2 separate regions of the Sus scrofa genome follow, and region 2 is linked to region 1. A link is a contact called in public promoter capture Hi-C data. All regions are on one chromosome and are shown on one strand. The core of a region is the stretch at or near the end of the contact, and the rest is flanking DNA. Distances in the headings are between cores, read along the strand shown.

Region 1 (3,563 bases), core at 481-2,980:
TTGGCAGAGCTAAAATAAAAGTCACTCCTGACAAACAGGCCTTTATTAGCAAAAGCTGATGGTATGTATGTTGGGTGAAGGCTGGGCTAGGCTGCACTAGGCTGGCCACTGTGGTGGGAGTCAGGCAGGTTCAAACAACGGTCTCTAAGCTGATAGGTCTTGAATCTTGCAACTACCTCCTGAGTTCTCCCAGTTATCCTTAGTAGCGTTTAAAAACATAAGCCACCTCCAGCACATAACCAGGCTTTACCTAAAGGAAAATAGATGCCATCTGAAAGGAACTCTTTCACTTTCTTGCCAGAAATGTTCTCCTATTCATCCTTGATTTATCCTTTTCCCTTTCCTTCTGATCACAGCAAAGACAGCATCTATCCCAAGGTAATCAACATTCTGTCTTCTCAACATTCGTTTCATATGATCTCTTCTCATTTCCCTACCTCCTCCCTTATTCTGGCTCATTCCCATCAGCATTTCCAATTTTTCCCTTGTGAAAACTAACCCCTCAACACCAGGTACTGCTCTAGTTATTGCCATATCTCTCTGGTCACATTTTAGTGACACCTTCTAAAGGGTTGCCTGCAAAACCTATTTCCTCTTACTCATCTGGGTCTCCAAAGTCTGCCTAGAACTGTTTATCGCACAGCAGGTACTGCATAACCATTTTTGAAGTACTGTATATGATGGATGAATAGCTGGGACTCCAAGGGCGCAGATTATAAATTCATCTATAACTTGCAGTCTGGGATGTTGAATGACTCACTGGGTTTAGAAACTGTGTATAGATAATTTGATATATGCTTTCATCTTGAAATAGAATTTTGGAAAGTCAGTAGTCATCACAAGCAACAAGTATTTTATTTAATTTTAATTATTTTTTTGTCTTTTCTAGGGCCGCACCTGCCGCCTATGGAGGTTCCCAGGCTAGGGGTTTAATCAGAGGTGTTGCTGCCAGCCTACACCAGAGCCACAGCAACACCAGATCTGAGCCGCATCTGCGACCTACTCCACAACTCACGGCAACGCAGGATGATCCTTAACCCACTGAGCAAAGCCAGGGATCGAACCCGCAACCTCCTGGTTCCTAGTCGGATTCGTTAACCACTGAGCCACGACGAGAACTCCCACCAGCAACAAGTATTAAAACAAATGGAGAAACACTGCGGTGCTGCACTACCAGTGCGCCCCTCACGTGAGAACAGGGGTCCGCAACAGACCAGAGGTGCGCATCTGTCATTCCACCAGAAGGGGTCGGCTGGGACCCAGGTCGGCCTTCCGGTGGAACCCAGTTTACACCTCCTTAGAGGTCCTGGTCTTCAAGTCCGGAGGTGGGGGTGACGAGAGCCAAACGCCTCCCGGCCAATGGCAGTTCTTCAACTTACACCTACAGACGTCAGCGCTGCTGTGCCGACGGATGTCACACAGCTGGCTCGGAAGCGTCTCCTCCCGCCCCGCAAAAGGGGCGTGGGCTCTGCAAAGCCTGGGGCGACGGAAGGGAGGGGCGCTAGCTCCTCCCTGCGAGCCCCGCAACCTCGCCGGCCCGCTTCCCAGCAGTCCCTGCCTAGCGGCCGTCCCGGGTGAGCAGCCGAGCGCTCGTGCCCCCGCCCCGAGCGCGCTGCCGCCGCGGCTCCGCCCCCTCCTCCAGCGGGCCGCGCGCTCCTGCGGCTCGGAGCTGTGTCGCGGGCGCGCGCGCGGCCGGCGGAGCCGCAGTTAAAATGGTCCTAGCAGGACCCCCGCGTTCCCCCAGCCGCCGCAATGACTGACTGAGCCGGCGGGCCAGGCTCGGACTGGTCACCTAGCTGAGAGGCTCGCTCTCTCCGCCGCGTCCCCAAAGCTCGCGCCTATCGTTCTCCCGTCTTCCCGGGGCAAAGCATGTAGCCCCAATCGGGCGCCGGGCTGCCCGCAGCTGACGCCCCCCCCGCCCACCGTCGTGTGTGTGCCTGTGTGTGCGTGTGTGTGCGCAGGGCAGGCGACCCCGCCGCGGGCCCAAGGCCGAGCCAGCGAGCGGCCTGCCCCGCTGCCGGGAGCCCGGCTCTCCGGGCCTCCCTCCTTCCCTGTCCCGGTCCCCCTCCTCGGGGCCTTCTATATGGGCCACCTTCTCTCGAGGGAGCCGCGTAACCGCCCGAGCCAGAAGAGGCCTCGCTGTTGCAGCTGGTGCCGCCGCCGTCGCCCTCTCCTCAGGCTACCCCGCCGGACCCCGGCCAAGGCGCCCCCGCAGCCGGCGGCGCCCCGGAGCCGGGACTGCTTCTTCCGCGGGCCCTGCATGCTTTGCTTCATCGTGCACAGCCCCGGCGCGCCCGCCCCCGCCGGCCTAGAGGAGGAGCCGCCGCTCTCGCCGCCGCCGCGGGACGGGGCCTACGCCGCGGCCGCCTCCTCGCAGCACCTGGCGCGGCGCTACGCGGCCCTGGCCGCGGAGGACTGCGCTGCCGCCGCCCGCCGTTTCCTGCTATCCTCGGCCGCCGCCGCCGCTGCCGCCGCCGCTTCGGCCTCGTCGCCCGCCTCCTGCTGCAAAGAGCTGGGGCTAGCCGCGGCCGCCGCCTGGGAACAGCAGGGCCGGAGCCTCTTCTTGGCCAGCGTGGGGCCCGTGCGCTTCCTGGGGCCGCCTGCAGCCCTGCAGCTCTTCCGGGGACCGACGCCGCCTCCGCCACCGCCAGCCGAGCCCCCCACGCCCCCCGAGATGGTGTGCAAGCGGAAGGGGGCCGGGGTCCCCGCCTGCACCCCTTGTAAGCAGCCCCGCTGCGGCGGGGGGCCTGCGGCGGCGGCGGCAGCGGCGGAGGCCCTACGGGAGGAGGCGCCTCGCCGCCTCGGCCCCCCGACGCCGGCTGCTGCCAGGGCCCGGAGCAGCAACCGCAGCCTCTCTGCCCCCCGCGCTCCTCTCCCACTTCGGAAAGTGCCCCCACAGAGGCCAGCGGGGACTCGGTCCGAGCGGGGGGCACCGCCCCCTTGCCTGCCCAGCAGCAGCACGAATGCGGCGACGCGGACTGTCAGGAACCCCCCGAAAACCCCTGCGACTGTCATAGGGAGCCACCCTCGGAAACCCCAGACATCAACCAGCTGCCGCCATCCATCCTGCTCAAGGTGGGTCTGGGCGAGTGGCGCAGGGATGCGCGCTTTCCCCCAACCCCGGCCCCCGCCTGGGAGGTTTTCTTTCTCCTCCCTCTAAGCGCGGAGGAGGGGGTTCCCTGACAGCCGGGAGCTTTTCGAAGGGGAGTTTGGGAACCCAGTGGGTTGGATGCTTAAGGCCTATTTTTTGAAGTAGAAAAACTTGGGGTCTATTGAATATCTTGTATCCTGGGTCTGTTTTGCACAATTCAGGGTTCGTCTCTTAGATTCCTAGACCACTGTTTAGAAACTATTCGTAGGTTTTGTGTGAAATATATTTTTTTAATCAATTGAGCACTTTACACTTACTGGGTAAAGACTTTGGATGTTAGTGTTTTAAAGTGTCCAAACAGTACTTTCAGATTTGATAGCTGCTAGTTGATGTCAATAACAATTAACTTTTATAGAGTATTTACCTTGATCAGGCGCTGTGCCAGAGCTTTGTATACATAATATCTCATTTA
Region 2 (3,438 bases), core at 698-3,197, 1.2 Mb before region 1:
TTTCCCAACTCCTTTGACAATTTGACCGCTGGGCTCAGGACTGAGCGCCCCACAGCTTCCGGCCAGAGTATAACAAGCGCTTCCTCACTAGGCTCCCTCTTCTGCTCCAAACAAACACGATGTAATAGCTGAAGAATGACGACACTAAAATCAACCCTACAGATTCACATCTAAGAGGTCTGTAACACGAAATAAACTTTTATTTCTCAAGAGACAGCGGGGATAAACAAATAAATGAAACACCCAGATGGGGTCTGTCTGATCCATTTCCGTGACTGGGTGAGCGAAGGGGATCAGTGCAGCTTAACCCTGTGTGTGCCGAGGGGCTACCATAGCCCGTGAGCTGTCAGCAAGCGCTGCGCCTGCAAGGGAGCGCCTCACGCCGCGCGAGTTCACCGGCCAGCAGGTGACCACCCCAACAGGCCTGGGTACGAGCACAGGAACACGGCCATTTCCTATGAGCACGATCCGGCCACCGCATGCTGCCTAGTACTTTGTTAACTCCGCGCGCCCGGGAGGGGGTGGCTCCGGGATCGCGGTCACCGCCGTCCGAATGCTGCGGAGCGGGGGTTGGAGAAGGATTCATGCCTCCTCCAGTTCGGCCTCGCCTAGCCGGGGCGCGGAGCCCCGGCGGGAGAGAGAGGTCTCGTAGCAGTGGGTAACTACGGGCCCCCATGCCTACTCTCTCGGAGCCCCGCGCCCTCGCTCCCGGTGCTTACCTGGGGAAAGGAGCCCTCGCGGCGCGGGCTCTTGGGGTAGTCTAAGTGACCCCGGTCCAGCATCAGGTAGAGCGAAAAGATGACCACACAGAAGATTGCGCTGCCAAACACGGTGAACTGGCGGCTCAACTTCATTTTTCCTCGATAGACTCAAGGCCAGGGCACTGTCCTCACTAGGAGGAGGAGGAGGCAGACACCGTGGACTCCTGGAAGCGGCCGCCGGAGGCTCTCTGCTCCCAGGCTCGTTGTCCCCGCGCTCTAGGCTGTGGATGCGGGTCCCAGACGCGGTCCGCACCTTATCTCCGGCGCCACCACGCGCCCTTGGCCTTCGCCCCGGCCTGCCGCCCTCCCGGGGGCCGGGCGTTGCTCCCGAGGCGGGACCTGCCTGCAGCCCGGAAGGGGCCCGCTAAAACTTAATCTCGACCTCAGCGCCGGCACCCGGCAGGGCGCGCAGGGCAGGCAGAGAAAAGGTCGCTGTCTGGACTTCCTGCCACCGTCGCCCCGACCAAGTCGGCAGGAAAAGTTTTCTCGATTAGGGCAGGTGTGTCCTCTTCACCCAGGAGGTGCAGGCTTGGAGGCTCTGGGGTCGGTGGCGCGGAGCTGGGTCCAAGGAACCGTGGGGAAGGAAATCAGGTCGGGAAGAGCCGGGCCGCACAACTTAGCGCCGGGACAGCCGGGCCCGCCCCCGCGGTACAGCCCCCGCCTCCCGGGACTGAGCCCCTTCCTGCTGCCGCCGCCGCCGCCGCCGCCGCCGCTGAGACCAGGCCGGCGTGCACCCCGGGAGCGGGGACTCACGGGTCGGGCAAGAGTTTCCTCCAAGCGCGCGTCCACCAGCCGGCTCCTCCCGCCCCCCGCCGACCCTTCTTCTCCCTTCTCGGACCCGGGCTGCGCCGGGAGGGCGCAGGGGGCGGGCGGCGGCGGCGCGCGGAGGAGGAAAAGGAGAGCAACGGGAGGACCGTCCCCGGAGAGAAGCCCGCTCCAGCTGCAGCCGCGAGTCCCCTCCCTCCCTCCCGCTCCGCAAACGCGTAGATGGCGGCGGCAGCTGCGAAAGGAAACGCCGGTTCTCCAGCGCCACTCGGTGCTCCTGCACCGCCCGCCACAAGCAGGAGACAGCGGCGGTGCAGTGGCCGCTGGGTCAGTAGGCGCCCGCAGCCCGGGAGCTGAGCAGGCAGCGGGCCCCGCCCCCTCCCGACGCGCCGGGATGAGGGGGCGGGCTCCCTGGCGCCCAATCACAACGCGCCGCCCGCCGGCCCGCCCGGCGACGGCCTCCCGGAGCCCCTGCGATGGGAAGACCTCAGACGGCTTTTGTGACCTGGGAGGGAGTGTAGCCGGAGTTGCGGCCCTGAGAGGCGGTGAGGCTGTGCAGTCCGGGTTCTGCTGAGCTTTCTCCCCACTTCCTTTTCGCTGCCCAGTTTTCCTGTCCTTGATGTCCCGGGCCTGGCGTGTCTTGGACGGAAACTCGGTGAGGAGAAAGAGAACGGGGCTGCGAATTCTGTTCAGACTAATCTTTTACTCCATTGCTGTTGGCAACTTCTGGTGAAACCTGAGGGAAAGGAGCCTGCAGAAGGACCCTCCAGAAAGGTGTAGAAATCTGGCTACAAAATCTGTGAGGGGAGCTTGAGAAGTGATGCTTGTGCCGGTTATTGATTTATTTCCTCAATTCCAAATTCACCCTTTTTCACTGTACTGTGAAAATGGATCTGGGCCTTTGAAAATAAGTTTTCCTTTGCCAGCAGGGGCTGGATCTTTGATAGGAGAGGATACTGAAGAGACATTACGGGAAGAAGGGTGTTTTCCTACGTGGTGTTGGTAGGCAGGCTCTTGCAGCAGCAAATCTGGCTTTTTTCCAGTGCCAAGCTCCTATAGTGCTCAGGGACCAGCGATTTCCTTCCATGTCCCCAGCTCTAGTGATTTTTATGGTAAAGGCCCTGGAGAGAGACACTACCTCAATGAATAGCTTTCTGGCACCTTAGAGGCAAAATGTGTAGCAAGTTCCAGGCAGTCAATTTTCAACAAGTTCTGCAGGTGTGGCACCACAGTGACTTCTCTGCTATTCAGTGAGCCAGGCTGTGCCCTCTCCAGGACTGTCTGTATCTTTGCCGTGGGAAGGTTTGGGGAAGCTCCTTGAGAAGGCTATCTCCCAGCCTAATGGTTATTATAAAATTAGCTCCTTATACCTGCTATTTCTGTATTCTCGAGGGGTCTCTTCTCACTAGTGAATCTCATTACTCCAAAACCCTGTTTTATCTTTTTATTAAGTTTACCTGTAGTCCCAAGAGATAGACTTAAAAAGACACAATTAGGAGTTTGCTTTGATTGGGTCTTTGGGTTTGAGTTTAGTACTGAATTCCTTGCCGAAGGGATATAAGACACTGGTGATTCATGCTGTAGGAGGCATCCCAGTTAACCTGTAGCTGATTGTGATGAAGTACCAAGTGCCTTAAAGCACCAAATGGCAGCTACAGTGGCCTCTTAAGGCTGTAAGGTGACTATAAAGACTATGGTGTGAGAGTGGTTCTTTTGAGTTCCTTTGAATGCTTACAAAGAGAAATGATAAGCACATTTTAAAGGAACCATTTTAAAGGACGCTCTTATTGACTGGCAATGAAGTGATATTGCTGAAAATCAAACACAAAATTACCGAATTACAACTACTGTTGAATTGACAGGTATGCTAAGTTTCTCCTGTAAAAGCTAGGGACTTGTTAAATGATAGAAT

What was found. Promoter capture Hi-C pulls out the DNA fragments that hold promoters and counts their contacts.
Region 2: a contact with region 1 is called in a promoter capture Hi-C map of liver, with 4 times the contacts expected there. The contact joins the promoter of PJA2 here to the promoter of FBXL17 in region 1. A contact is called at or near these places in 1 of 5 promoter capture datasets (liver) and 1 of 2 datasets of contacts at active chromatin or transcription factors (skeletal muscle).

What each region holds. Positions count from the first base shown.
Region 1 is chr2:113,478,731-113,482,293 of Sscrofa11.1, reverse strand. FBXL17 (F-box/LRR-repeat protein 17) reads left to right here and starts at 1,730. Exons shown (of 10, transcript XM_003123817.6): 1 at 1,730-2,744; 2 at 2,747-3,075. The coding sequence starts at 2,084.
Region 2 is chr2:114,674,270-114,677,707 of Sscrofa11.1, reverse strand. PJA2 (E3 ubiquitin-protein ligase Praja-2) reads left to right here and starts at 1,947. Exons shown (of 12, transcript XM_021085401.1): 1 at 1,947-2,181. It overlaps MAN2A1 (alpha-mannosidase 2), which reads right to left and starts at 1,922. Exons shown (of 22, transcript XM_003123823.6): 1 at 720-1,922. The coding sequence starts at 854.